Regions from separate parts of the Mus musculus genome. Here all the other regions are linked to region 2. Evidence: chromatin contacts called from public HiCAR-type, HiChIP or PLAC-seq and promoter capture Hi-C data. All regions are on one chromosome and are shown on one strand. The core of a region is the stretch at or near the end of the contact, and the rest is flanking DNA. Distances in the headings are between cores, read along the strand shown.

The links. Promoter capture Hi-C pulls out the DNA fragments that hold promoters and counts their contacts. HiCAR-type assays count read pairs that join an accessible place to other places. HiChIP or PLAC-seq counts read pairs in DNA pulled down with a chosen protein or histone mark.
Region 1: a contact with region 2 is called in an H3K27ac HiChIP or PLAC-seq map of thymic regulatory T cells, with 8 times the contacts expected there. The contact joins the promoter of Ctu1 here to the promoter of Zfp788 in region 2. A contact is called at or near these places in 3 of 115 datasets of contacts at active chromatin or transcription factors (extraembryonic endoderm stem cells, pro-B cells and thymic regulatory T cells) and 1 of 9 other capture datasets (adipose tissue).
Region 3: a HiCAR-type map of astrocytes shows a contact between it and region 2, with 6 times the contacts expected there. The contact joins the promoter of Zfp939 here to the promoter of Zfp788 in region 2. A contact is called at or near these places in 8 of 39 promoter capture datasets (the 3T3-L1 cell line, cranial neural crest, frontonasal cranial neural crest and 4 more), 3 of 484 Hi-C or Micro-C datasets (cortical neurons, rod photoreceptor and uterus), 1 of 115 datasets of contacts at active chromatin or transcription factors (astrocytes) and 1 of 9 other capture datasets (adipose tissue).
Region 4: a contact with region 2 is called in a promoter capture Hi-C map of pre-B cells, with 14 times the contacts expected there. The contact joins the promoter of Zfp619 here to the promoter of Zfp788 in region 2. A contact is called at or near these places in 6 of 39 promoter capture datasets (cranial neural crest, embryonic stem cells, hippocampal neurons and 2 more), 5 of 484 Hi-C or Micro-C datasets (CD4 T cells, double positive thymocytes, muscle stem cells and 2 more), 3 of 115 datasets of contacts at active chromatin or transcription factors (Th17 cells, regulatory T cells and thymic regulatory T cells) and 2 of 9 other capture datasets (adipose tissue and liver).

The regions. Positions count from the first base shown.
Region 1 is chr7:43,667,377-43,673,985 of GRCm38.p6, forward strand. It overlaps Ctu1 (cytosolic thiouridylase subunit 1), which reads left to right and starts at 4,655. Exons shown (of 3, transcript NM_145582.1): 1 at 4,655-4,699. It also overlaps a transcript of Siglece not described here.
Region 2 is chr7:41,631,378-41,637,518 of GRCm38.p6, forward strand. It overlaps Zfp788 (zinc finger protein 788), which reads left to right and starts at 2,154. Exons shown (of 6, transcript NM_023363.3): 1 at 2,154-2,317; 2 at 3,303-3,333. It overlaps Gm51480 (a long non-coding RNA gene), which reads right to left and starts at 1,636. Exons shown (of 3, transcript XR_003946761.1): 1 at 1,548-1,636.
Region 3 is chr7:39,445,684-39,452,440 of GRCm38.p6, forward strand. It overlaps Zfp939 (zinc finger protein 939), which reads left to right and starts at 3,835. Exons shown (of 6, transcript NM_001243021.1): 1 at 3,835-3,970. The coding sequence starts at 3,968. It also overlaps the pseudogene Gm5590.
Region 4 is chr7:39,513,848-39,520,208 of GRCm38.p6, forward strand. Zfp619 (zinc finger protein 619) reads left to right here and starts at 3,919. Exons shown (of 4, transcript NM_001004139.2): 1 at 3,919-4,017. The coding sequence starts at 4,015.

The DNA.
Region 1 (6,609 bases), core at 3,405-5,904, 2.0 Mb after region 2:
ATACAAGGAAACTTTCTCAAATGCTGTAATCACGGTTACTAGGAAACGTTCTCATGCCAAGCTGATTATGAAAGATCCTGACAGAATGTAAAAGGTCACAGAAGCCCTGAAATTGGCAAGATAGATGTCAGTGTTAGCAGAACTAGCTTCACTGATTTAGAAAAATAGAGGTGCACAATGCTCTGGCCACTCCTCGAACCTGTGTGTCTGCCAATGTTCTGACCAGGTGGTGTGTGCCCATTGCTGCACCTTCATTAGACTCTTTCCTTGTACCCTTCCCATACCCATTTCTTGAGAATAGACATTGTTTAGATCTGGAAATCCCCTACTCTCCCCCTTCTCCTTTCTCCCCCGAGGGCCTATAAAAACTGGGACCTCTTTCCCTGCGTGGTATATGAGTCGTCCCCAGAGCTCTGGCTTTCCCCGAATAAAGCCTCATGTGGTTTGCAACAAGCTCGGTCTATCGTGAGTTCTTGGGTGTCCGATATTGTCCTGAGGCCTGAGCGAGGGGCTCCTTTCGGAGTCTTTCAATTACATATCTTGTTATAGTCTATGCTTTGGTGTTTTCCCATCATAATAAAAGTCATCTAGAACTGCTTTGTATAGTTAGCCCCAAGAAGTCTGGACCAGAACCAATGGCCAGGCAGCACTTCCTGCACCTGTGTCTGAGCTTTTATGATTTTTCCCTTTTTATAAGCCACCCTCGGAATGGACCCCAACATAAGAGAGACACCTGCACCAATATAAAAAGCTATTTGGAGTAAGACTTCCATTTTGAGTGGAGTAAAGTTTAAGTTCCCAAGACCTCCTTGGGAACTGACATTGTATTTGGCAGAAAGAGACATATTGCACGGGTAACTGACATGCTAGTAGGCAAGTTAGAACATGAATGTTAGGCAAGGCAAATCCTCACCACAGTTGAATACCCCTACGAATGGGAGCAGCATTACGTGTATAAGCAAGACATGTTCCTGAGGAAGTCCCCTACATCCTGACTTGTGAATTAACTTGGCACAAATGTTTGTGGATTTTAGGCTTAAAAACCCTATAGGATCCTAACTCAATGTCACAGCCACCTCCCAAGTCTGATCTATGGCCCTGATTGATCAGTCTTGGGGTGTGCCATCTAATAAAGTATCCCCGTTTGACCGAGATCATTGTCTGAGTGGTTTGCGTGGTGGTTCCCAGACCCCAACCTAAAATATGAATTGAGCCTATGATCATGTATGTGTGTGAAGGGTACATTCATGTAGGAAGAGTCACCTCATGTTTGCATGCATGTGGAGGTCAGAGGACAACCTCACTAATCTGGGGCTTCTCGGGTAGACATAAGCTTTAACAGTAAGTTAACTGGCTAACCAGTAAATCAGGGGCGGGGGAGTCCTCTGTCTGTCTGTCTCTTCCCACCCCCTACCGGTGAGTCTGGAATTACAAGTGCATGCTACCATGCCTGGGTTTTTAAAATGTGTGCCTTTTAAAAGGCTCTGAGGCCCCAATAGCTCAACCTCAATCCTCAACTCATAGATTTATGGGGCTTCTAGAAACCTGAGGAATTCTTGGCTCTCTTATGGAGAGTGGCCTGTGTGGGTGAGTGCTTGAGGTCAGCCATCCCGCCCCAGCAAAGGTTGCCCTCTCAAGTGTCACGTCCTGAAAGAGCCCAGAACAAAACTGAGGGTGCAGTGAAGCCAGTGTGGCCTTGTTGATTCACATCTCTTAAGACACAAATAAGCTCTGATGCTTAGCAAAAGATGAGCAAAGCCGCAGCCCACGGGGACCGTGACTAATACAGAAAGGTAAGACCTCTGTGGCCCTGTGAATGAAAACGGCCTCATAGGCTCATAGGGACTGGCACTACTGGGAGGTGTGGTCTTGTCGGAGTAAATGTGTCACTGGGGAAAGGTGACAGAAACCCTAAGACAACGTAAAAAGAAGGAAATTGCCTCAATTGAGAAATTGCCTCAATCCCATTGGCCTATGTGAGATCTTATTGATTGCTGACTGATATGGGAGGACCCAGCACACTGTAGATGGCACCACTCCTGGGAAGGTGGACCTCCCATGGCACCACTCCTGGGAAGGTGGACCTCCCATGGCACCACTCCTGGGAAGGTGGTCCTCCTAGTATTATGAAAGCAGTTAAATGTGAGCCAGGAAGTAAGTAAGTAGAGTTCCTCCAAGGTTTCTGCTTCAAGCTCCTGACTTGAGCTCCTCCCATGGCTTCCCTTAACGATGGACTGTGCTCTCTAAGCTAAAATAAATGCAAATTAGTTCCGGTCAGTGTTTTATCACAGCAGCAGGGAAGCAAATTAGGACACGAAGCCATAAACTCAACCAGAAAGGTGGGGCCTGGACTCCTTTCTTTCTCTCCTCACTCAAGAACTCAGAACAACTGAGACTTAAGTTCGCCAACTCATGAGCTCTCCTAGGAATCCCTAGTCCTCTGGACCTCTTAGTGTGCTCCCCCCTGAGCCCCAGACCTGGAAGTTTCTCCATTTTACACAACAACACCGACCCCAGAAAACTGCCTGCCCAGGACTTGGTCACACATTTCTTTAGGGCTGTGGAGGGGACCAACCAGATGTCTGCGTTGGTCCTTGATTCTCTGCAGTGTGGTGAAGTCTTTCTCCTTCTTCCCTTACTTAGCTGGAATCAATTTGTCTGGGATGCTGATGAAGAGGGGCTTGGCACATAAGGACCACAGGACAGAGTAGACAGGCCAGACAAGTGGGCTCGCTCTAAGCTTGCTCTATCTAAGCTCGCTCTATCTATCTAAGCTCGCTCTATCTGTGGTGCTGAAGCACTATTCCCATAGCCTAGGTCAGCAGTTCTCATGCTGTAGGCTGTGACCCTTTTGGGGTCACAGGAGTTGCTTAAGACCATTGGAAAACACAGATACACACATTATGAGTCATAAGAGCAGCAAAATTACAATTATGAGGTTGCAACAAAAATAATTTTATGACTGGGGTCACCACAACATGAGGAACTGTGTGAAAGAGTTGCAAAATTAAGAAGGTTGAGAACCACGGAGCTGAACCCAGGCTGGTAGCTCAGGGCCGTAATTCCAGCTACTTGGAGGACCGAGGCAAAGGATTATAAGTTTGAGGACTGCACTGGCCACATGGCGAGACCCTGTTTAAATTTAAAAAGCATAGAAGTGGTGCATTCTGGGGCTATAGCTCAGTATTAGAGTGCTTACCTAATACCAATACTGAGGAGTTGGGGCATGGCTCACTATTAAAACCTCTGCCTAGAGTTTCTCCAATGAGGTGCTGGGAATATACCTAGCTTAGTAATAGAGCATCCACTTAGAATCCCCTAATGAGAGGCTAGGGTGTGGCACAGTGTTAAAACCCCTGCCTAGAATTTCCCAGTAAGTTCCTGGGTAGTAAGTGGCTCAATAATCGAGTCCCTACCTAGAATCCCCTAGTGAGGGGCTGGAGTGTGGTTCGTCGGTAGAAAGCTGTCTGAAACTGGAGAATGATCCACAGTAGGAATGCTTTTCATTTCAAGTGCATAAACAGCAAACTGCAGAAAGATAATGGGGCACCAGGTCAGACATGAAACAAACATCCAGTAGAAACAGACTGGGGAAGCTGGGAACCACACACAGTCTGCAGGAGGCTGAAGAAGAGGATCCCAGGAAGACAGACTCCCAACTAACCATTCCCACCACAGATGTCCTATGGGATGAGAAGTAGCAGAGGTCTCTGGGAATGGGTCCCATCCTATCTGTGTTCAAGGATACACTATTTTTCTTCTAAGAACTTACTCTCCTGTTCTTAAGGAAGTAGCGTTTCCACTTTATTTGGCTGTTCTCTTTCACTTTCTCACAGGACCAGGAAGCCGGCTGGTGACTGAGGAAGCGGTCTTGGAGAACGCTTTAAGACAAAATGCTTGGGTCTAAAGTCGGGCTGGGACGCCAGGTTCCCGGTGACCTTAAACAGTACAAGACGACAATTTACTGATGTGTATTACAATAGCTTACATAGCTGTGTGTCATCTGGACTCCTTCCACCTTTGTGAGAAAGGAAGGAAGGAAGGAAGGAAGGAAGGAAGGAAGGAAGGAAGGAAGGAAGGAAGGAAGACAGAAAGGGGCAAGATTGCATACACCTTTTATCTTAGCACTCTGGAGGCAGATGCAGGTGGGTCTCTGAGTTCAAGGCCAGCCTGGTCTATATGGCTAGTTCCTCCAGGACAGCCTAGGCTACATGGTAAGATCCTGGGGAGAGAATCAAAGAAAGAGAGAGCAAGGGAGAGAGACACAGAGAAGAGGGAGGGGGAAACAGTAACAGAGACTGAGAAGCAAGCAAGTAGCAGAAGTATATGATAGTCCACAAAACTAGGAAATTATACTGCAGCCATTCTGATTTCAACCACTTCTGATTTCAACTTCCCTTCTGGTGACCTCGCGTTGCCGGACAACATCAGGATTCTGGGCTCGGTTCCCAGGCCCTGGTGTGCGCCCTACAGAGTCGGCCCGTGGGGAGGCATTTGGCAGAAGGAAAGCTGTACTCTCAAGTGTTTCTGGGAATTGGAGTCCAAGCTGCTGTAGAGTTACAGGCCCGCGTCTGGAGCTGTTGCATTCTGGAAGTCGTAGGCAAAGCAGTTCAAGGCCTTATGGGAATTGTAGTCCCAGGGCATTTTTCCGCTCCAGGCTTCCGCGTGGCAGGCAGAGTACTCAGCTCGTTCCACTCAGGTTAGTGTTCCTCTTCCTCCGGTTCCTACGGGCTTGGGGCCATGGTGCCACGGGAGAGCTGAAGGTCTTTCTAGAGATTTGGCACTCGCTTTTATGATTGTCAACTCGCGTTCTGGCCAGGATCTCCTAGTCTGGTCTCTTGCCAGGCCGCTTTGTTCATTTGGTGGTAACAGATCATCTGCCTTCTCTTGCCCCTGTTAAATATGTTCTGGTGACGCCTCTTCTGCCCTTTAGGAGAGTTGGCCACCCGGAGGCACCCCTGAAATTTGTTTTGTAGATCAGGCTAGCCTGGAACTTGCAGAAATTCAACTGCCACTTCCTCTTGAGTGTTGGGATTAAAGGCGTGCACCACCACGCCTGTTATTACCTCGGGGGTTTGCCGCCAGTCTGTACACAATTCTTTCCCCCATCATCCCAGATACTTACTTAATTAGCATAAGCCCTGTTCGCTCCGTCAGCTAAAGACTACTGATATATCTATCAACCAGGTTCCCTCCATGATCTCAGGGCTACTACTGATGTGGTATCCCCCTTTTCTGTTTCTGCGTGTGTCTGTAAGCTACTCCTTACAATAGCAACCCCCTCACAGGATTAGATGACTGAGAACAGAGAGTGTATTTACACGCCATTCTGCATAAATGCGGGGGTAGAAGGTGGTGGGCACTCTCAGGAGACAGATAAGCCAGGCAGAAGGGACAGATTTGGGGAGCACTTGAAAGGTGCCCTGCAAGGATCCTAAGTGGGTCGTTAGGAGGTCAAGCCTGGAGGCACCTCTGAGCCTGATGATTCTAGGGCTTGCTGGGCAGGGCGTGAGGAGAAGTGAGGAGAGACTGGTGTGAACCTAATCCGGGCGAGAGGAAGGGGAGAAACAAAGGCTGAGGAGGATAGTTCAAGGGGCAGTGCTCAGCCAGGAGAGTTAGGGGAGTCTTGAGGGCTGCTTGCTGGGTTCAGTGATCAGAAAGAACTCTTTGGGCCAGAGGAAAGGAGTGTTCCTGGGATACTTGAGAGCATTCTGGAAAGGAGCCACGGGGCCTCCCAAGCATCATTCACGGACCTGTCAAAAAGGTAACTGGGCTGGATCTGCAGGTTGTTATATGCAAATTGTCGTGAAGGAGGGGAGGCCAAGGCAGAGACCAGTGACCCAGACAAGCAGGCTGTGCCAGTGTTCTGAGTTGTGCAGGATAATCAAACAATGAGGGTCACCTTAGAATGTAATCGGGCTCCAAGGCAGCAAGGAGGTCCAGCCTCAATGAACTGAACGTCAGGCTCTTTCTTTTTATTTAGCGTTTACTTTAGGTTGTGTCTCCTTTAGGACAGGTACTTCTGGGCAGCAGAAAAACTTTTAAAATAAAATAAGAATTAGGTTGCATAGTTAAATAATATGTGAAGATTTAGGTGGAGGTAGTCTTTTTTTTTCTTCACAAAAGTTGTTTTTTTTGGGGGGGGGGGTTAAAAAGTTTCTCAAACCAAAACTCCTCATCAAAGGAAACATCACACCCCTGAAACTTTGGTCCCTCTTGTGGACTGTTTGCTGTACTCAATAATGCAAGACATCGCATATGTATCAGGACTGTCTTGTACCAAGTCATGCCAAGGCCCTAAAGCTCCTTCAGAAAACAACTTCATAGACAATAGAAAATGATCTACGTCTTCTGCGATGACGTCTTCAAGGTCAAAGTACTTCTAGAGAACAATTCATTTTGATGTCTATTCTTGGTACACTGAAAGACAACCATTTCATTCTAAAGTTTACCCTAGATACAGCGATTTACTAGAATTCTTTTTTTTTTTTTTTTTTTGGTTTTTCGAGGCAGGGTTTCTCTGTATAGCCCTGGCTGTCCTGGAGCTCACTTTGTAGACCAGGCTGGCCTTGAGCTCAGAAATCCGCCTGCCTCTGCCTCCCAAGTGCT
Region 2 (6,141 bases), core at 904-3,403:
TGCCTCTGCTTCCCAAGTACTGGGACTAAAGGCGTGCACCACCACTGCCAGGCTCTAAGGTTTTGTTTTTGTTTTTTTATGTCCTCCAACTTTTATATCTTTGAATTATTGACCTCAAGGCACTGTCTACCCTCAAATGTTTTCTTGGATCCTCATAAGTTAAGCTTATACCCTCAGACCTTTCATAAAGCTACATCTTTCTATACAGCTATTGACCATGAGACATAGGTGGTTGATCACTGGGGAACAGTCACTGAAAACCGAGTTTTTTAGATAAGGGAGTAGCAGAAGGTTACATCTTGGAAAGATTACATCTGGAACTTGTATATCTTCTATCATGAAGCCTGTGAGCAAGGCAACCAGTCTGCCTTTTTGTTAAGCGATCTGGTAGTCTTAACTATCTAATGAATTGACTAAAGAGCTAATACAGTAGTGGATTACCTTGGGGTAAGGGGCTGGTCGCCCTATCTAGCTGTTAAGCTGCAGTTAGCTTAGCTGTCAATGTAGTCAGAGATCTGAGAAGAATAAATTATAATCTAGATGTCATATATTAATTTTAATGTGTTTTATAAAATGGAGCCAGTGGTACCAAAGGGAGCGCCTGCCTGCCTAGGCCCATGCCAAAGAGTTCCCTCTGAGAAATCAGCTATAGGATGAACTTAGTATGAAAGGGAGTTTATTTGGAACCTGGGGAAGTCGGTAGAGGCAGAGAAGACGGGGACAGAGAAGAACAGAAGAAAAGAGAAAGAGGGGAAGAGGCTGGCTGGGGACATTAGAGGGAGGGAGGGAGGGAGGGAGGGAGGGAGGGAGGGAGAGAGAGAGAGAGAGAGAGAGAGAGAGAGAGAGAGAGAGAGAGAGAGAGAGAGAGAGAGAGCGCGAGCTTTTTTATCAAGCCAGGCTCTTACCTGGCTGTTGCTAGGTAACTGGTGGGCGGATCATCAAGGAAGTGACCATTACTGATGAATGTTTGCACCCACAAACATAGACAAAAATCTTTGAATTTGTCCCAGCATTACAATAATAAAAAAGGTGTACTAACACTTGGGAAAGAACAGAGTAACAAAACAGTATAATCAGAAACTTAAACACAAAGAAACTAGCTGCCTTATGGTCCAACTCTAAAACTCCACCTATTCCAGTCAGAGTAGTTGCCCATGCCTTCATTCAACAATCAGAACGCGTAGACAGACAGATCTATTGAGTTCTAGGCCAGCTTGGTCTACATGCCAAGTTCTAGCTAGTGAAAGTTACTTAATGAGACTCGGTCTTTTTTTTTTTTTTTTTTTTTTTTTTTAATACGCAATAAGAACCGCTAAAATCATCACTGCTGCAGGGCCCGCACAGCATCAGAGTCCTCAATGGAAGCTTCTGGCCCGTCCAGACAGATCTGCCCAGGGGCCACTAGGAGGGGTCAATCTCAGGTTTCTGAAAACTACTGGACGCTGGCTGTCCCACTGTCACCCGCCCCTATCCCGGGAAAGATGACCACAGCCAACTCGGTCGTTTGCCCTACTCCATCAGGGATCAGTAAGCTGCTACTCGCTTACATAAGCTTCACCACGGCGGGGTTCTGCGCTGTCCTCATGGCTCCGCACAGCGGGCCCACAGTGCACTGCACTCCTGTCCATTGCGTACCTCTCCCTCAGAGGCAAAGCAGAACACTGAGCACCGCCTGCAGGGAAGACCCGCCTCCTATCCGTGCTTTCTGAGGGAACTGCATGTCCCGATGCTTTGATTGGCTAAAGAGGCGTGAGTGACAGACGTTCCCTTTGATGGAAAGGAGAGCTAAAGGCGTAGGGAGAGCCACACTCCTTCCCAGTTGTGTGTTCGCTAAAGGGTGCAGACCTGTTCCAGATCCAGGGAGATTTGCATTTAAGCAGAATTGTGTAGTGGGCAGTGCACATGAGCGACCCTGTGCTCTGAAGCAAGGAGTGCCAACTAAGTGCAAGAAGACAGCCGAGCCAGTTCTGGGAGGAAGAAACAGGTTCTGTGTAAATGTAGATCTCACTGGAGCTCATTCAGGTCCGCACATAGGGCCGAAGGCAGGGCTGGGAGTGACTAGCAGTACTGGTCCCTTCAGTCATGTGCAGCTTAAGGATGCTATCACTCAAACATTGCTAGCCAATCAGAGCTTCCAAGTAGGCAGTCCAATCGAGTGCCAGCGGGAGGCGGGATTTCTTGGCCGCCATGCCACCTTCCAAGCTCTAAGACTGAGGTAGTCGCGTTGGAGACGTTGCTCTGTACGAAGTGCACCGCTGTGACAAATTATGAGGCAAATTATGTGAAGAGAGCGGGTGAGCCTGCAAGCCGCGCTATGGTGAGCAAGGGACCCTTGTCCCCAGATGGGGTGGATCCGATGTGGTGCATCCTCACCGGGGTTGGGGCGGGCCTTTTGGTACTGGCATCAGGATTCCCCCTCCCCGTGGGTTTAGAGTTACTCCCCACCCCCACGCCCTTGCGGGCCTTGGGGGGGGGGGGGGACGACTTGATGAGCTCTGTCCAGCAAGAGGAGTGCCTCGATGTTGGTGACGTCAGTTCCCTGTATGTGAGCACTGGTAGTGTTGTTGGCGTTTCACCACACTGCTAACCTTAAGACCCTCTAGGTTTTCTGTGTTATGTTCTTGATGTTCTGAATGCATGGTGCAGGCTGTATTTAGATTTAGGTTCCCCCCCCCCGGGGTGGGTGGGTGGGAGGGTATAGGGGGGCTTTCGGGATAGCATTTAAAATGTAAATGGAGAAAATATCTAATAAAAAAAAAGGAAAAAAAAAAGAAAAAACGTATTCATTTTTTTTTCCTTTTACAATCTTTTGGGAGAGCACTCCCCATGTTTTAAATCCATATTTATTTATTGCGGGCTGGCAAGTGTGCCAGTGTGCCTGTGGAAGTCAGAGGATAGTTCCTGAGAATAGGTTTCCCACTGTGCTGGCCCCAGGGTTTGAATTCAGGGCAGCAGGCTTGGAGATAGTTACCTTTACTGGGCCTTTCCAGGCCCTCTCCTATTTTAACTTTTTTGAAGGTTTATTTTTATTTTATGTGTATGAGTATGTGCTTGCATGTGTGTATATACCAAATGCATGTGCAGGCCAGAACTGGATTTGGATCTCCAAGAACAGTTTTAGATGCTTTTCAGATGCCACGTGTGTGCTAGAAATTAAACTTGGGTTCTCTTTAAGAGCAACGAGTGGTTTAAACCACTAAGCCGTCTCTTCAGAACCCTAATTATTAGTTTAAGGATTATTTATGTTTTGTATATGTATGTGTCTCTCAGTATAAATGCTACATGTGTGTGATTCCCCACAGAGGCCTGAAGAGGATGTCGGAGGCCTTGAAGGTAATGAATGTTAAATGCTGTCATCAGCCACTGAAGTGAGTGCTGGGAACCAAACTCAGGTTTTCCAAAATAGCACACTCAACTGCTGAGTCATCTCTCCAGCCCTCCGTGTACTTCAGGGGACACTGAGAGACAAGTGTAAAGGTCTCTGGAGAGAGGTGTCCTTCATATCCTCGTCTGTCTGAATCCGTAAGCCCTAGTACTGAGCTTTTCTGTCCTACACAGTTTTCTCTAGGTGGGGCTGAATGGAACTACAGGAAAGTCTGAGATCCTAGCTTGAGTCCCCAAAACCCTCTGTGGCAGTTCCTCTTAACTTCTCTAATGCCAGCCTTTAATACAGTTCCTCATGTTCTTGTGACTCACGACCATAAAATTATTTTTTCATTAATTCATTAATTCATTCATTAAATTTACATTCTGATCAAAACCTCCCTCCCCCTCTCCACCCAATTCCATCTTTACAAATCCCTCCCCACGTTGCCTCCTCTCTTCCTGGGGCATCCAGTCCCAGCAGAACTAAGCACGTCCTTTCCCACTGAGGCCCAACCAGGCAGTTCAGTTAGGGGAAGGAGATCCAGGGGCAGGCAACTAAGTAAAAGACAGCCCCCACTCTAACTGCTAGGGAACTCAGATCAAGACCAAGCTGCTCATCTGCTCCAAATGTGTAGGGGATATAGGTCCAGCCCCTACATGCTTTTTGGTTGGTGGTTCAGTCTCTGTGGGCCCCCATGGTCCCAGGTCTGTTGGTTCTGTAGGTCTTCTTGTGTTATCCTTGATCCTTCTTTCTTGCTCAATCCTATCCCCTACTCTTCCAAGCTCCTCCTGATGTTTGGCTATGGGTGTCTGCATCTGTTTAAATCTGCATGTGACTCCTGTCTACAAGCATAGCTGAGCATTCACTAATAGTGTCAGGGTTGTGTCCCATTTGGGTTGGGTCTCAAGTTGGGGTAGTCATTGGTTCCCTCAGACTCGGCTCCATTTTTATCCCTGCATCTTTTGTAGGGAGAACAAACTGGGTTGAAGATTTTGTCGATGGGGTGATGTCCACCTCCCTCCACTAGAAGTCCTGCCTGGCCACACTAGGTGACCACTTTAATCTCCATATCCTTCACTGGTAGAAAAGAACCTCAGCTAGGGTCACCCCCATAGACTCCCTGAAGCCTCCTCCATCCATGTCTATAGTTAGTCCCAGAGATGTCTTAGAACCATTTCCATTTCTTTGCCCAGCACTCTCCTGCCTACCTCCAGCCATACCTGATCCCCATCTCCACTGCTCTCTTCACCTCCTTTCCCACCCAGTTCCCTCTTTTTTATCCACCTCCAGTGACTATTTTGTTTCTTCTTCATGCATTCCTTCTTGGGCATGCCCTGTTAGTTTCTTTGGTTTTGTGGATTGTAGCATAGGTATCCTGTACTTTACAGTTAATGTCCAATTAATTATAAGTGAGTACATGTCTTTCTGGGTCTGGGTTACCTCACTCAGAATAATATTTTTCAAGTTTCATCCATTGCCTGCAGTTTTCATGATGCTCTTGCTTTTAGTAGCTGAATAGTAGATGTACTACATTTTTTTAAAATCCAATCTTCAGTTGAGGGGCATCTAGATTAATAAAGCTGTTATGAACACGGTTAAGCAAGGATCCTTGTGGTATAATGGAGCATCTTTTGGGTATATGCCCAGGAGTAGGATAGCCAGGTCTTGAGGTAGAAGTATTCCCAGTTTTCTGAGAAACCACCAAATTGATTTCCAGTGGTAGTACAAGTCTGTACTCCAACCAGCAATGAAGGCATGTTCTCCTTGCTACACATCCACACCAGCAGGTGCTGACACTTCAGTTTTTGGTCTTAGCCATTCTGACTGCTTATAAGATGGAATCTCGGAGTCTTTGATTTGCTTTTTTTGATAACTAAGGACATTGAACATTTGTTTAAGTGTTTCATGGCCATTCAAGATTCCTCTGTTGAGAATTCTCTATTGAGTTCTGTACCTCAATTTTAATTGGGTTATTTGGTTTGGTGGTATCTAATTTCTTGAGTATATATATATATATATATATATATATATATATTTTGAATATTAGGCCTCTATTGGATGTAGGATTAGTAAAGATATTTTCCCATAATGTAGGCTTCTATTTTGTCCTATTGATGGTATCTTTAGCCTTACAAAAACTGTCCAGTTTCATGAGGTCCCACTTATTAATTGTTGATCTTAGTACCTGAGCTATTAGTGCTCTGTTCAGGAATTTGTCTACTGTATTCAAGGCAGTTCCCCACTTTCTCTTCTATTAGATTTTTAGTGTGTTTGATTTTATGTTGAAGTCTTTGATCCACTTGGAGTTGAGTTTTTTGCAGGATGATAGCTATGCATTGTCTTAATTGGTGTTTCCATTGCTACGAAGAGACATCATGACCAAGGCAACTCTCATAAAAGGAAACATTTTATTGGGGCTGACTTACAGTTTCTGAAGTTCCATCCATTATCATCATGGTAGGAAGTATGGTAGCATGCAGGTAGACATGATGCAGGAGGAGCCTGGAGTTTATCTTGATTTAAGACTCTCTTCTGTAGGAAGCCTGGAGGAGACTCTCTCTCCACACTGTGTGGAACTTGGGCATAGAGACCTCAGACCCCATTCCCACAGTGAAACACTTCCTGTATAAGGGCATACTTCTTTCAATAAGGCCAAAATCCTAATAGTGCCACTTACCATGGGCCAAGCATATTCAAATCACCACTTGAGGCTATTTGCATTCTTTTACAAGCAGACATCTAGTTAAATCAGGACCATTTGTTGAAGATGCTTT
Region 3 (6,757 bases), core at 2,585-5,084, 2.2 Mb before region 2:
ACTCAGTGAAAGGACAGCCTAACTTTAATCAAGTTTCAGAAAGCCTGGCCTTAGCAGATGCACCGGCCAGGTGTAAAACATTCTAGAAAACACGGAGGGAAGCAACACAGCCAGTCTGGCCTTCTGCCTTTTGCACCAGGGACAGGTTACTTGGTCCAGCTGACTTTGGGGATGTCATAGTGCTCAGTGAGTGTATCCAGGTGTCGGTTGAAGTCCTCCACTCTCTGCTTGTGGGTTTTTGACGCCTTCTTCAAGATTCTTTCCATTTGCCGCTTCTCCTGCATCTTTTCGAAGGCTGCCTGCGCCGGTGTGCGCTTGTCCAGGCAGCGCCTCTTCTCCTCCTCCTCACTCTTCTTGCTCGTCCCCATGGCCTCCAGAATCTTGGCCTTGTCCTTGTCTTTGTCCTTCTTCTTCTTTCGCTTTGTCACACCAAGCTCCGCCACGCCTTTCAGCTTTAGGGGGCCCTTCTGAACCTGCTCATAAGCCTCCATAGCACTCGCTGCCGTAATTACTTCAAAGTGTCCCTTTTTCTTCCTTTGACTTCGACTAGCAGGTTGAAAGTTAAGAGCCGCGACTTTCCTGCTGAGATAGAACAAAGGCCACATTACTTCATCTCCCGCTGTTAGGCTACAAGTTTCAATCCCCTAAACCAGCAGCTTTTTACCCTCTGAAAGAGCAAGAAAGTTTTTCGGACTTTTTAGAAGGTATCATCATTTCAGCATCAGTCTTTAAAACCACACCAGAGTCCTACTCTGTGTCCAATTTCATCTTGCTCCAGGCTGGGAGGCTCCCGGCAACTCACTAGAGTTGTGCTGTTACCAGTGATTTGTGAATCAATTAACAACTCTAGGACCTCTTGAGTCTGCACTGAGTCTTCAGTGTATAAGTATTTATTACATATACCAAAAAGGAGATGGCATTCTCTGGTTCTCACTTGCAGAAGTAGCCCCCCCCCCTTCTGATTTCCATTGAACTTATAATTTCTTTGCTTTTTTTCACCTTATTTAATGTGTGTGTGTGTGTGCATGTGAGCATAAGGTATGTGATGGCTAATCTTGGCTGTTGGCTTTACACCCCCTGGGAAGAGGAACAATTCCACAATTAGTCTGTGAGCTTGTCTGTGGGGCACTTTTAAAAATGATAATTAATTTAGAAGTGCCCAGCCCAACATAGGTAGTACCATCCCTAGGCCTGGGTTGTATAAGAAAGGTAAGCTGACTGTGATCTGGTCAGCAACCCAGTAAGCATCATTTCTCCAAGGTTTCTGCTTCAAGCTCCTGTCCCAGTGGAGTCCCCACCTGTATTTAGTCAGGATTCTCTAGAGTTACAGAACTTATGAAATGTCTCTCTATATTAAGGGAATTTACTGTGATGACTTACAGTCTGTAGTCCAAGTACCCCAAAAATGGTCAGCCGTGAATGGGAAGTCCAAGGATCTAGTAGTTGCTCAGTCCCATGAGGCTAGTTGTTTCAGCTGGTCTTCTGTAGAAGTAGGTTCCAACAGATGTGCTGGCAAGTAAATGCAAGCAGGCGAGAAGAGTGAATCTTCCTTCTTCCAATGTCCTTAAATAGGCCTCCAGCAGAAGGTGTGGCCAGATTAAAGGTGTATACTACCATGCCTGGATCTGGGACTTGTTTTGTCCCAGGCTGACCTTGAACTCAGAGATCTCCTTGCCTTAGTCTGCTGGGATTAAAGGTGTTTACTACCTTGCCTGGGCCTAAGCTTTTCATAGCCAATATGCCCCATGCTAAGATTCAGATCAGAAACTTGTGTCTTCCAGCCTCAAGATCTGGATCACAGGGGAACCTTCCAATTCTGGATATATAGTCAAGTTGACTACCAGGAATAGCCATTACACCACCTTGCGGAATGAGTTGTTTGGGAATGCAGGTGACCCAACCCATGAAGAGAGGAGAATGAAAATGGTTTGCATTGACTTCAGCAACCTGGACCAGACTCAGCGAGTCTAATGTTAGGTGGTTCATTGTTAGAGTATTTTGAACACAGTAGTTTGGGGAAAAGCTTCCTTCCAGGAAACAATCATTCCAGATCTAAGTGAACAATACAGCTGAAGGTTTTACTGTATAGAAACTCCTTTACAGAGTACATAGAACCATGGGGATGGGTTCTACAGCTAAATACCCTAGGAATCTCGTGTGGTCTTCTCTCAATAGCATAGAGGCTAGCAGGCCATAAAATACATGTGGCATCCCCACTAAGGGTGGGTTTTATTAATTAGAAGCAATGGAGGGAGAGATGTTATAAATCTTGCAGGATTTAGGTAAGATCTGCCTCTTTAGCAAAAAGTGAGTTTGGTCTGCCTCCACAGACAGCACAAATGTCACCAGGTCATTAACAATATCCACTTCTAGTCTTCTGGGTGAAAAAAACAGCATTTTTATCTCTTCCACTGAGGACAGAACGCCATGTGTTTAACATTCCTGGCTTCCTAATGCTCTGTGGGCACAAGAACTTTTGTGTGCCTAACATGCCCTGACTTTTCTCAAAGACAGACTTTAGGTTATAAGCCAAATAAACCCTTTCCTCCCTGAATTGCTTTTGGTCAGTGTTTAAGCATAGCATCAGAAAAGCAAACAGTATGGCTATCACAGAGCATATATGGAGGTCAGAGGACAACTTTTGAGAGTTGGTTCTCTCCTTATAGTATCTGGGTTCTAGGAATGGAACTCATGTTATCCAATTTGGTGGAAAACTCAATGAGGCACCTTTATGGCTTTACTTTTAAATAATAAACAAAACCGTGTTATTTATGAACAACATGGCCAAATAACACCATTTGTGTTTTCAGATAACGAATTCAGAAGTAATCTTGTCTGTGTGATATAATTTTATTGCTGCCCTCGAGTATGGATTAAAACAGAATCGACATCAGGTAGAGTAACACATTAGCTGTAAATTAACTCTAATCACAGAAATGTTCAGGCTTTATAGAGATTACTACCAGTTCAAGGTCATATCTGTAACGAGTTCCCAGCAAGTCACGATAACATACTGAGCCAAAAAGAAACTGGAGGGATGGTTTAAAGAGTAAGGGTGAATCTCCAAGTGTGAGACCCTGAGTCTGAATCTCTAGCATGTACATAAGAAAGTTGAGGGCTATAGAGAGACTGGGGACCACTGGGGTGGGCTGGCTGCCAGCTTTCCTCCAGGTTAAGCAAGAAGCTTTGTCCCAGGAGAATAAAGTCCACGTGTCACAGAAGAAGATTTTCAACCTTCTTCTCTGGCCACACATGTACACATGTAAGTAAAAGAAAATTTGAGAAAACAAACTTGGCCAATGAGATGATTCAGTGAGTAAAGGCTCCTACATCAAAGCGATCCGTGGGACTCACATGGTAGAACGAAAGAACAACTCTCACAAGTTGTCCTCTGAACACTACACGTGTGCCAAGGCAGGTGAAACCCCACGAAAACAAATAAATAAATAGGACGTAAAAACGACAAAAAAATAAAACAAGAAAAATCTGCTAATTAAATGAAAAGAACAAAACAAAAGCAAAAATCACAGTTACTATTGAGTCCTTCGCCAGAGGCAAATTCCTTTCTACATGGGTGCAGAATAGTTACTTTCACTCCGTGGGATTGGAGTGCTGGCGGCTCAGAGAGCACACTGTGACCTGTCTAGCATTTGTTGGTCACTGGAAAGACACCCCTACAGCTCCTTTCTCCTGTCACTCAGGAGGGCAAGGCCTGAATCCCTGTCCAATCAAAAGCACTGTTATAGGAGGATCCAATCGGATTCCCTGAGAAAGTAGGAGGGCGGGCATTGAACGAAGGTTCTTTTTATCCCCGCCCACTTACCACTACCCACCCACCACCATCGGGGTTGGGATCTGTCAGGCGCTTCTGCTTGGTATCTGCGATTCTCTGCCTCTTTCTGTCGTCAGTGCCCATCGCTGCTGGGGGAAGCTCCGTAATTAGGACCCTGGTGTCCAGGAACCGGAAATGGTGAGCGCATGGCGTCCTGACCTGGGCTCAGTGTTGGCACACCGCACCTTCCCGCCTGGCCCCTCCGGACGGTCCCGTCCAGCCAGGCACTGGTGTCCTGCCAGGGCTGATGGGTTTTCAGGCACCTGGGCCGGGGTGGCCGAGAAAGGCTTTTGAGAGTGGCCTGGCCAAGGCGTGCTGCGGAAAGAGCAGTCGTCGCTGCATCTAGGCCAGTGCGTTCCCGGACTCGCGCTGTGTTTTCTGCTGGGTTCTGAGTACGCCTTTGGGTGTGTGTGTCTGTTTTCATGTCTTTGTGGTTTTTGAACCGGACTCTCCAAATCTAGGTGTACGAGCGCCTGCCAGCACTATGGCTTTGCTGTCGCGAAGCATTTCCTTAAGTCACTTGGGTTCTCTAGGACGTTGGCTGTGTGAATCTTCTACCATTATTGAGAAGGCAGTGGCTTATTACCTCCCTACCTCTTCTCCACTGCTCATCACCTGCGGAGGTGGGTCCAGGGCTAGCTTGTATGCGTCTGCCTTTATGTGTCTGGGGATTGATCTGAATCTGTGTGATATGTCTGTATATATGGCATTGAGGATGGAATACCTGGAGATTTGTGCATATTAGACAAATTCTGTGCCAGGATAGAGACAGGGTCCCAGTGTAGGCCAGTGTGGCCTTGAATTTGCTATCTTCCTATATTGGCTTCTAAAATGTCTGGGATTATACTCATGCACCATCAGGGCTCATACTGGGTCCTTTTTGTGTAGAAGATTTGGAGAGCAGTGGGATGCTTTAAGTGGGGTTTAATGAGCTGTCCTAGTAGGAATATGGAAGACCTTGTTGCTTTGAGTGATTTGAACTGTGCGGACCTGACCAAAGAGGTTTCAGTGGCGAAGAACTTCAGTATGTGGCCTAGAGACTGCTTTTGTAATATTTTGGTGAAGTTTGTGGCTGCTTTTTGCCCTTGTCTGAAGAGTCTGCCTGAGGCTAAGGTGCATTGACAAAGGAATTCTCAGAAACACCCATCATAGACTTTGTTCTCTGGTTAAGTCTCAGGAGCATTTTTGAATAAGTTTAGAAAGGAAAAATATAAAATACATGGTTTGAGTATTAAAGGGGAACCAGGAAGTGAATCGGAGCTGAAACCTGTGTTCAAAGATATTAAATCGAATTAAGGGAGTGGAGCTTGGGGTAAGATCCCACCCAGCCAAATTTAGGTTCAGGTGTGGTAGTACAAGCCTTTAATCCCAGGAGACAGAACCATGCAGATGTCTGAGTTCAAGGTCAATCTACAGAGCAAGTTCCAGGACAGCCAAGCTTAGGCAGTGAGGGAGTTGGAAAACAGAAAGCTAGTGATAATGTAATAGAACAAGGGGGCCATGTTCCAGCCCTAGAAAGCAGCAGAACTAGGCAGTTCCAGCCATATGGCTCTGGCATCATAGTCATGAGGAGGAGACTACTGGGACAATTGATGTTGGTGAGCTGGTGCTAAGAAATTAGCAGTGATTAAGAAGAGACCACCATCACTAAGGTGAAATCTTCTGAGAAGTATTTTCTGAGAGCACAAAGAAGTTGTGTTCCAGAGATAGCCAAGGATGCACTTCATGCTGCAGCTGTACTTGGTAATGTGTAAGAGTCACACAGGTGATACTGGTTTTGAAGGCATGAAGGGGTCATGGAGAGCAGCTGAGGCTTGGCGCTGTGAGAGGCCATGGAAGGTCATTGGTGAAGGTGCAGCCTCAGTTGCAGTTGACAACCCAGGACTGAAGGGGTCACGTAAAGGAGTTGAGGCTTGGCACCATGAAGAGAGTCTATGAGAGGCTGTTGGTGAAGCCTAGTTGCAGCAGAAGACCCCAGTGTATTGGAGATGCCAGTACCATGGGATGATCACCAAGAACAGCAGCAGCAGCAGAGTGGATCAGCCAGAGCCTAGAGTGCTACAGAGTACAGAGCTGGAGGTCTGACCCTTTGGAGGAGCCCATAAGATCACGTGTGGATCCCAGACATTGGAACAAGGAGCTGTGAGGTTGAAGTTGCCTTGAGGACCCCAAGATGTTTGAGATGCCAGAGCCATGGGATACATGCTGAGGAAAGCGGCTAACAGGGAGTGGAACCACCCCAGGAGAAGTTTGTTGCAGTCAACAAAGGTGAAAAAGGAGTGCAGATCTGAAGACTGCTTTGACATCAGCCATGGAGATGCAGAGTTTGAGTTTTCCCAGTTGGTTTCCTGTCTTGCTTTGGAGACTACAGTTAAGTGATGGAAAGAATCTCAGAGGAGACTTGAACTTTGGACTTTTAACATTGTGTAGACGGTTATAGACTATGGGGACATTGGAAGTTGGACTAAATGTATTTTATATTATGTTATGGCTATTTATGGCCCCCATAGATTCATGGGCTTGAACAAAAATTGGGGCTAGGGAGTGGAATGTTATGGTTTGTCTGTGCTCAGCCCAGGGAGTGGCACTATTAGAAGGTGTGGCCCCACTGGAGTAGGTGTAGCCTTGGTTGGAGTAGATATGTCACTGTGGGTGTGGGTTTTAAGACCTTCATCCTAGCTGCCTGGAAGCCAGTATTCTGATATCAGCCTTCAGATGAAGATGTAGAACTCTCAGCTCCTCCTGCACCATGTCTGCCTGGATGCTGCCATGCTCCACAAGGCTTGCCTTGGTCATGGTGTCTGTTCACAGCAGTAAAACCCTAACGATGCCAGTGTGTATGAAAAAAGGCTATGTCCTGTTGGGGTCCTGTTGCTCTCTGGACAGACGGTGGTACGTGAGGAACCTGGAAGACCCTGTGAAGAG
Region 4 (6,361 bases), core at 2,669-5,168, 2.1 Mb before region 2:
TCCAGATTTCTTTCCTAGGGTTTCTATCTCCAGTGTTGCCTCACTTTGAGTTTTCTTTATTGTTTCTACTTCCCTTTTTAGGTCTAGTATGGTTTTGTTCATTTCCATCACCTGTTTGTATGTTTTTTCCTCTTTTTCTGTAAGGACTTCTACCTGTTTGATTGTGTTTTCCTGTTTTTCTTTAAGGACTTGTAACTCTTTAGCAGTGTTCTCCTGTATTTCTTTAAGTGATTTATTAAAGTCCTTCTTGATGTCCTCTACCATCATCATGAGATATGCTTTTAAATCTAGGTCTAGGTTTTCGGGTGAGTTGGGGTGCCCTGGACTGGGCGAAGTGGGAGTACTGGGTTCTGATGATGGTGAGTGGTCTTGGTTCCTGTTAGTAGGATTCCTACGTTTACCTTTCGCCATCTGGTAATCTCTGGAGTTAGTAGTTATAGTTGACTCTGTTTAGAGATTGTTCTTCTGGTGATTCTGTTACCGTCTCTCAGCAGACCTGGGAGACAGATTCTCTCCTCTGAGTTTCAGTGCTCAGAGCACTCTCTGCTGGCAAGCTCTCTTACAGGGAAGGTGCGCAGATATCTTGTTTTTGGACCTCCTCCTGGTCGAAGAAGAAGGCCCAAAACAGGGCCTCTCTCAGAAGCTGTGTTGCTTTGGCAGTTCCCAGAAGCTGTCAGCTTCTGTGGTGCAGACTCTCACCTGTGCAGACTAAAATCCTAAGTTCCAGGGAGTCCTGGAACCAAAATGGTGACCGCTGCTCCTGAGGCCGAGGCCGTCTCCCGAGCCAGGCGGACACCTGTCCTCTGGTCCGGATGGTGGCCGGTTATCTGCGGCCCGCCCAGGCTGCTGCCTCAGCGGCTCTGTGCTTCCGCCCGTCCCAGAAGCTGTCCGGTTCTCTGGTGCACCCTCTAACCTGTTCAGACTAATTTCCTAGGTCCCGCGGAGTCCCGGAACCCAGATGGCGACCACTGCTGCTGAGGCTGAGGCCGTCTCCCGAGCCAGGCGGACACCTGTCCTCTGGTCCGGATGGTGGCCGGTTATCTGCGGCCCGCCCAGGCTGCTGCCTCAGCGGCTCTGTGCTTCTGCCCGTCCCAGAAGCTGTCCGGTTCTCTGGCGCACCCTCTAACCTGTTCAGACTAATTTCCTAAATTCTGCTGAGTCCCGGAACCAAGATGGCGACCGCTGCTGCTCTGATTTGTTTTTCTTGAAGCACGTAAGGTAGAACAACATGTGCTTCACAGTGGCTGTCTTTGCCTCAGCTTCCCCAGTAGCTGGAACTACAGGCGTGCTTCGCCAAAACCTGACAGGTACTATTTAAAACAGCTCAAAAGTGATCTTATTTTCTAGTATAGCCTACATTGTTATTTTATAGTCCAATTTTCTAATGTACATTAAATTTAGTTATAACAAATCCATGATTATAAGATTACCATGGAGTTAAAGTGACAATATTCATCTGTATTAATTGTCATCTCTGAGGCTGACTGCCTCCATCTGCTAACCTAAGCCTAGTCCTGGAAGCCTCTAGCCTCCATACAATTTATCTAGGCCTAGAATGTTTTCAGCCTCTGAGACTTGCTGCTGAATAAGCTCACACTTTCTTGTTCTTTCTGAACTCTGGCTGGCTGGTTCAGCTCAGCTGTTCTGGCTCATAACACCTCTCCAAGCTGACTGATTCAAACTGTCTTTTTTCTTGGCCTCTGACTGAATTGCTCTGCTTGGCTTCATACTAACTCTTAGCAACCTGTTCTAATCTTCTGGCTCCTTCTCATTCTCTGGCTTGTTTTGTGTTTAGCTTTTTCTCTCTTTAAACTGTCTCTATAAAACTCTTCCAGTAAAACTGCCTTCTCCCTCTCTCTGCACTGCTTTTTCTTAGTTTCCCTTTCATCTCTCTTGTGATAGTTGGGCACATCCTATTCTGTCAGATATTTCTCTGATGTGTCATTCTGTCTGATAGTCAATTAGACATCACTCTCCAACATGGGTGCTTCCTTCTACAAACTAACTTTACCTTTATTGCTTGGGATTCAACATGTGTGCTAAGGGCATGTTTGTATCCACCCAGACGGATTAAAGGTCTGTGCTAAGGGCTAAGCCACACCACAACTAGAAATAGGAATTTTTTTCCCACCAGTAAATAATACAATCTTGGGGTTCATTACAGTTTTTTACCTCTTGGGTTAGAATTCATGCATAGAATTCTAAACTGTTGGGTTGATTGTTGATATTATATCATGCAGCCATCAATGCTCTGATTCCAAAACATTCTGTCATCCTGCAGAGTAATTTAATATTTTTATAAATTTTTAATAATTTTATTTATTTACGTTCCAGTCACCCCCCCCCATGCCCTTCCCCACAGTTCCTCATCCCATTCCTCCTCCTCCTTGTCTCCACAAGTGTGCTCCCCCCACCAACCAAGCCTCCCTCTTCCCTGGGGCCTCAAGTCTCTTGAGGATTAAGCACATTTTCTCCCACTGGGAATATATATCTGCTATATATGTGCCAGGGGCCTCGAGTCGGCCCACGTATGCTCCTGGTTCAGTCTCTGGGAGCTTCCTGGGTATTTACAATTTTTTTTTGATACTTAAAATTTACTTTCTGTAGACATTTATCAAGTGCTTATTATATGATAGGTGGAGTATGTTTGAGATGTTTGAACAATTTTAGTTTAGGGTATTTCCATAGCTCAGGCCAGCTCTGCCTCAGTCTTTGAAGTTCTGAGGTTACAGTCCCTTGCCCCCAAGCCCAGCTTCATTTTCTTGGCATTAGTTTGTTGGCAGCTGAAATAAACCAAGTTGGCCTTGTACTCACAGAGATCCACCTGCCTCTGCCTCAGGAACGCTGGGATTAAAGGGATGCGCCATCACAGCCCATGAACCCACATTCTTACCTCTCAGTATCAATTGATAAGTATCTTATTAGATTTCATTTTATTTCATGGGCAAAAGTAGAAGGCATGAGTTCCTCTGAAACTGAATTTACAGGCAGTTGTGAGTTGACAGATGTGTGAGCTTGGGAAGAGAACTAAGGTTCTCTGGAAGAGCAATACACACTCTTTAACCTCCTATCCTCCAGCCCTTTTATTTATTTCTGTAATTAGTTTTTTGCCTTCAAGTTTGAGGTGGGTACCCAAGATTCAACCTCTGGTTTCAACCATGCTATGGAAGCATTGTATTACAGAGTGTTTCTGTGTTGTGTGTGTTTCTGTTCTGAGACTGGCCTTGAATCCAGTCTGTAGCCTTGTCAGATGCCTGATTTTCCTGCCTCAGCCTCCCATGTACTGGGATTACAGGACCTAGCTAGACTGGTCTCTAAATTTGGCAGTCTCTTTATCCCCACCTCCCTTTCAAAAGTAAATAACAGTTGCGCTTAAATTTTTTTTTTTAATCAACTTTTGGAAAAGCGAAATGGCTCAGCGAGTAAAGGTGCTTGCTTCTAAACCCTATGAATTGAGTTCGATCCCCAGGACCCATAAGGTGCAAAGGGGCCATCAACTCTAGCTAATTGCCCTTTAACTTCCACTCATGCTCTGTGGGACACATGTTCTTCTGCCACACTTTTCTTTTAACTAAATACATGCAATTAAAATTTTTAAATTAACCTTTTGTATAAAAATTCACGGCGATCCCTATACTAGCCATTGCGTGTAGTGGACAGTGCGAACGCACGACTCTAGACGGCAGGTCCAGCTCTGGAAGGCAGGAGTAAGTTCCTAAAAGGAAAACTCCTTCACGTGTGTACTCGGGGGACAAGCCACGGGCCACAAGGACCCGCTGGGCTGCCTTTGTCTCTTCGCTTCCACTCTCTCCTGTCACTCCGGCCTTGCTAGCCATTCAGAGCAGCCAGACCAGCTGTCCAATAAAGGGCGCTGCCGAGCGGCGAGAGGCGGGTTTTTCGCCGCCATGCTCCGGGTTCCCCTTTAAGGCTGAGCGAGGTGCCACTTGAGCCGCGCTTGCGAGCTCCGCTGCCAGGACCTGTGGGGAGAGTGCAGTCGAGATCGGAAGCCGCGCCATGGTGAGCAAGGGGCTGCTGTCCTCAGACGGGGAGGAGAGGCGGGCTGAGCCCCGGGAGGCCGTCTGGTGGAGCCTCCTTGCGGCTGGAGCGGAAGCGCTGTTCTGGGCCCCGGCTCTGGTCAGCTCCGCCCCTCGGGCCGCGCTTGCGTAGAGCGCAGAGCGCGGTGGCAGGAGGCTCCGCCCCTCTCGCCTTTTCGGGTGACGTCACTTTGTTACGGGCTCTTAGGCAGTGTTGTGAGTCCAGTTCGTCTCAGTTATCTTTAAGAGGTTCTGTACTTCGCATTTCATTATTTAGGTTTAGAATACACTTAGAGTTAATTTTCGTGACAGTTATAAAGTCCTTTATTAATTTCTTACATATAGATGTTAAGGTGGCTCACTAATATTTATTAATGAAGGGAATTCCTTGAGTTTTCTTTGTTTCTTTGTCAAAAACAGCTAACTGTATTCTTTTACCTTTATTTCCTAATTTTCTCTTTATCTTTTTATTGTGAAATAGGACATTTGTTTTGGCTTTTGAAATAGGGTCTCTCTACGAAGTCCTGGCTCCCTCCGGAGCTCTCTTTGTAGACCAGGCTGGCCTTGCATGCACTCACAGATATCCTGCCTCTGCCTCCGGAATGCTTTGATTAAAGATGCTGGGCTGAGAACATTCTCCAGAGTAGATTGCTTTTATTATTGTAGTTTAAACAAAGTTTTACAGTCAGATGATAGTGCGCGCGCGCGCGTGTGTGTGTGTGTGTGTGTGTGTGTGTGTGTGTGACCTATTCTAGTGTGCTGACTGTTTTCTTTAGAGATAGACACTCATGACTCAGTCTATGCTTAAACTCGCTGTGTTACCGAGGGTTAACTTTGAACTTCTGATCTTTCTTTTTTCACTCACCGCAAGAGTGAGTGTAATTCAAAAAGTGAAAGAAACTCGAAGTACGGAACCTCTTAAAGATAACGCAGAGAAACTAGACCTGCAATACCACCCGATTAAAGACTAAAGATATGTGTCAGCCATTTCTGTCTTTATGTAGTGCTTCAAAAGGAACCCAAGGCTTCTTCCTGCTCCTCAGAAGGCTCTATACCAACTGTGCTACTTACCAGTCTCATGTGTTTTCCCTTCCCGCACAATCTTTATTTTTAAGATTTATGTATTTTATATGTTTGAATGTTTTGTATGCATATTACATAATGCCTAGTTCCCTCGGAGGGGAGAAGATGGCGGTAAGTCCCTTGAGCTTGAGTTGATGTTTGTGAACCCCACGGGTGCTGAGAACCCAATGGGGAATCCCTTGCTAGAACAAGATTTCTTAACCACTTAGCTTTCTCTTTAACACTGCAGTTTTCTCATCCTGTGTTCAATTTCACTTTGCGAGGTCAAAAGACCCAGGGGTCTTATATCACACATGCTACATATCAGATATTTACATTATGACTCATACAAGTAACAAAATTACGGTTATGAAGTAGCAACAAAATAATTTTACAGTTGGGGGTCACCACAACACGAAGAACTGTGTCAAAGGGTTGCAGCACTAGGAAGGTTGGGAACCACTGCTTTAGACTTTGCATACAACCGATAGAATTAGATTTGTTATTAAGTAGCTAGAACTTCTTTTTTAGATTGTGTTGAATCTACAAATCTCTAAAAAAAAAATGGCGTATATATGTGTTTGTGTGTGTAGACTGGTGGGCACACTACCAAGCATGTGTGAACATCTGAAGACAACTTTCAGGAATCGGTTCTTACGTTGTATGGACCCCAGGTGTCAAACTCAGGAATTCAGATTTGGCACCAAACACCTTTAACATGCTGAACTATCTCTTGAGGTCTCTTGAGTTCTGTGTTGAGTTTATAGTTTAATTTGAGAAGTAACATAATTTTAAAGCTTTTGGTCCACAATTGGAATCTTTGCGCTCATTTAACTTTTCAATTAATAATTTAAAGTTTGTGTTTATAGATCGTTATTAAAGTCATATGTATTTCTAACTCCTTTTATCTTTGGTGCTATATAAATGATGCTTTTAAATGATATAATCAGATGTTCAGTGCTGATATGCAGGAAAATGATAGGTCATTAATTGAGTAATTTTGCATTTTTTTTTCCTTTTTTCTTTTTTCTAAATTGAGACAGGATCTCAGCCTGTAGCTCTGGAACTTTTTAGATCTGCCTGCCTTTGCCTTTCAAGTGCTTTTTTTTTCCTTGAATTTTTGTTGGGGCTGGGGATTTTCTGTGGTCAAAGACAAAATTATATTTTTCTGCTCAATATCACCTTGTCCCTGTTTTTTTTAAGGTTTTGTATTTTTAAGATTTTATGTTTATGAATATATGCCTGAATGTCTGTCTGTATAGATC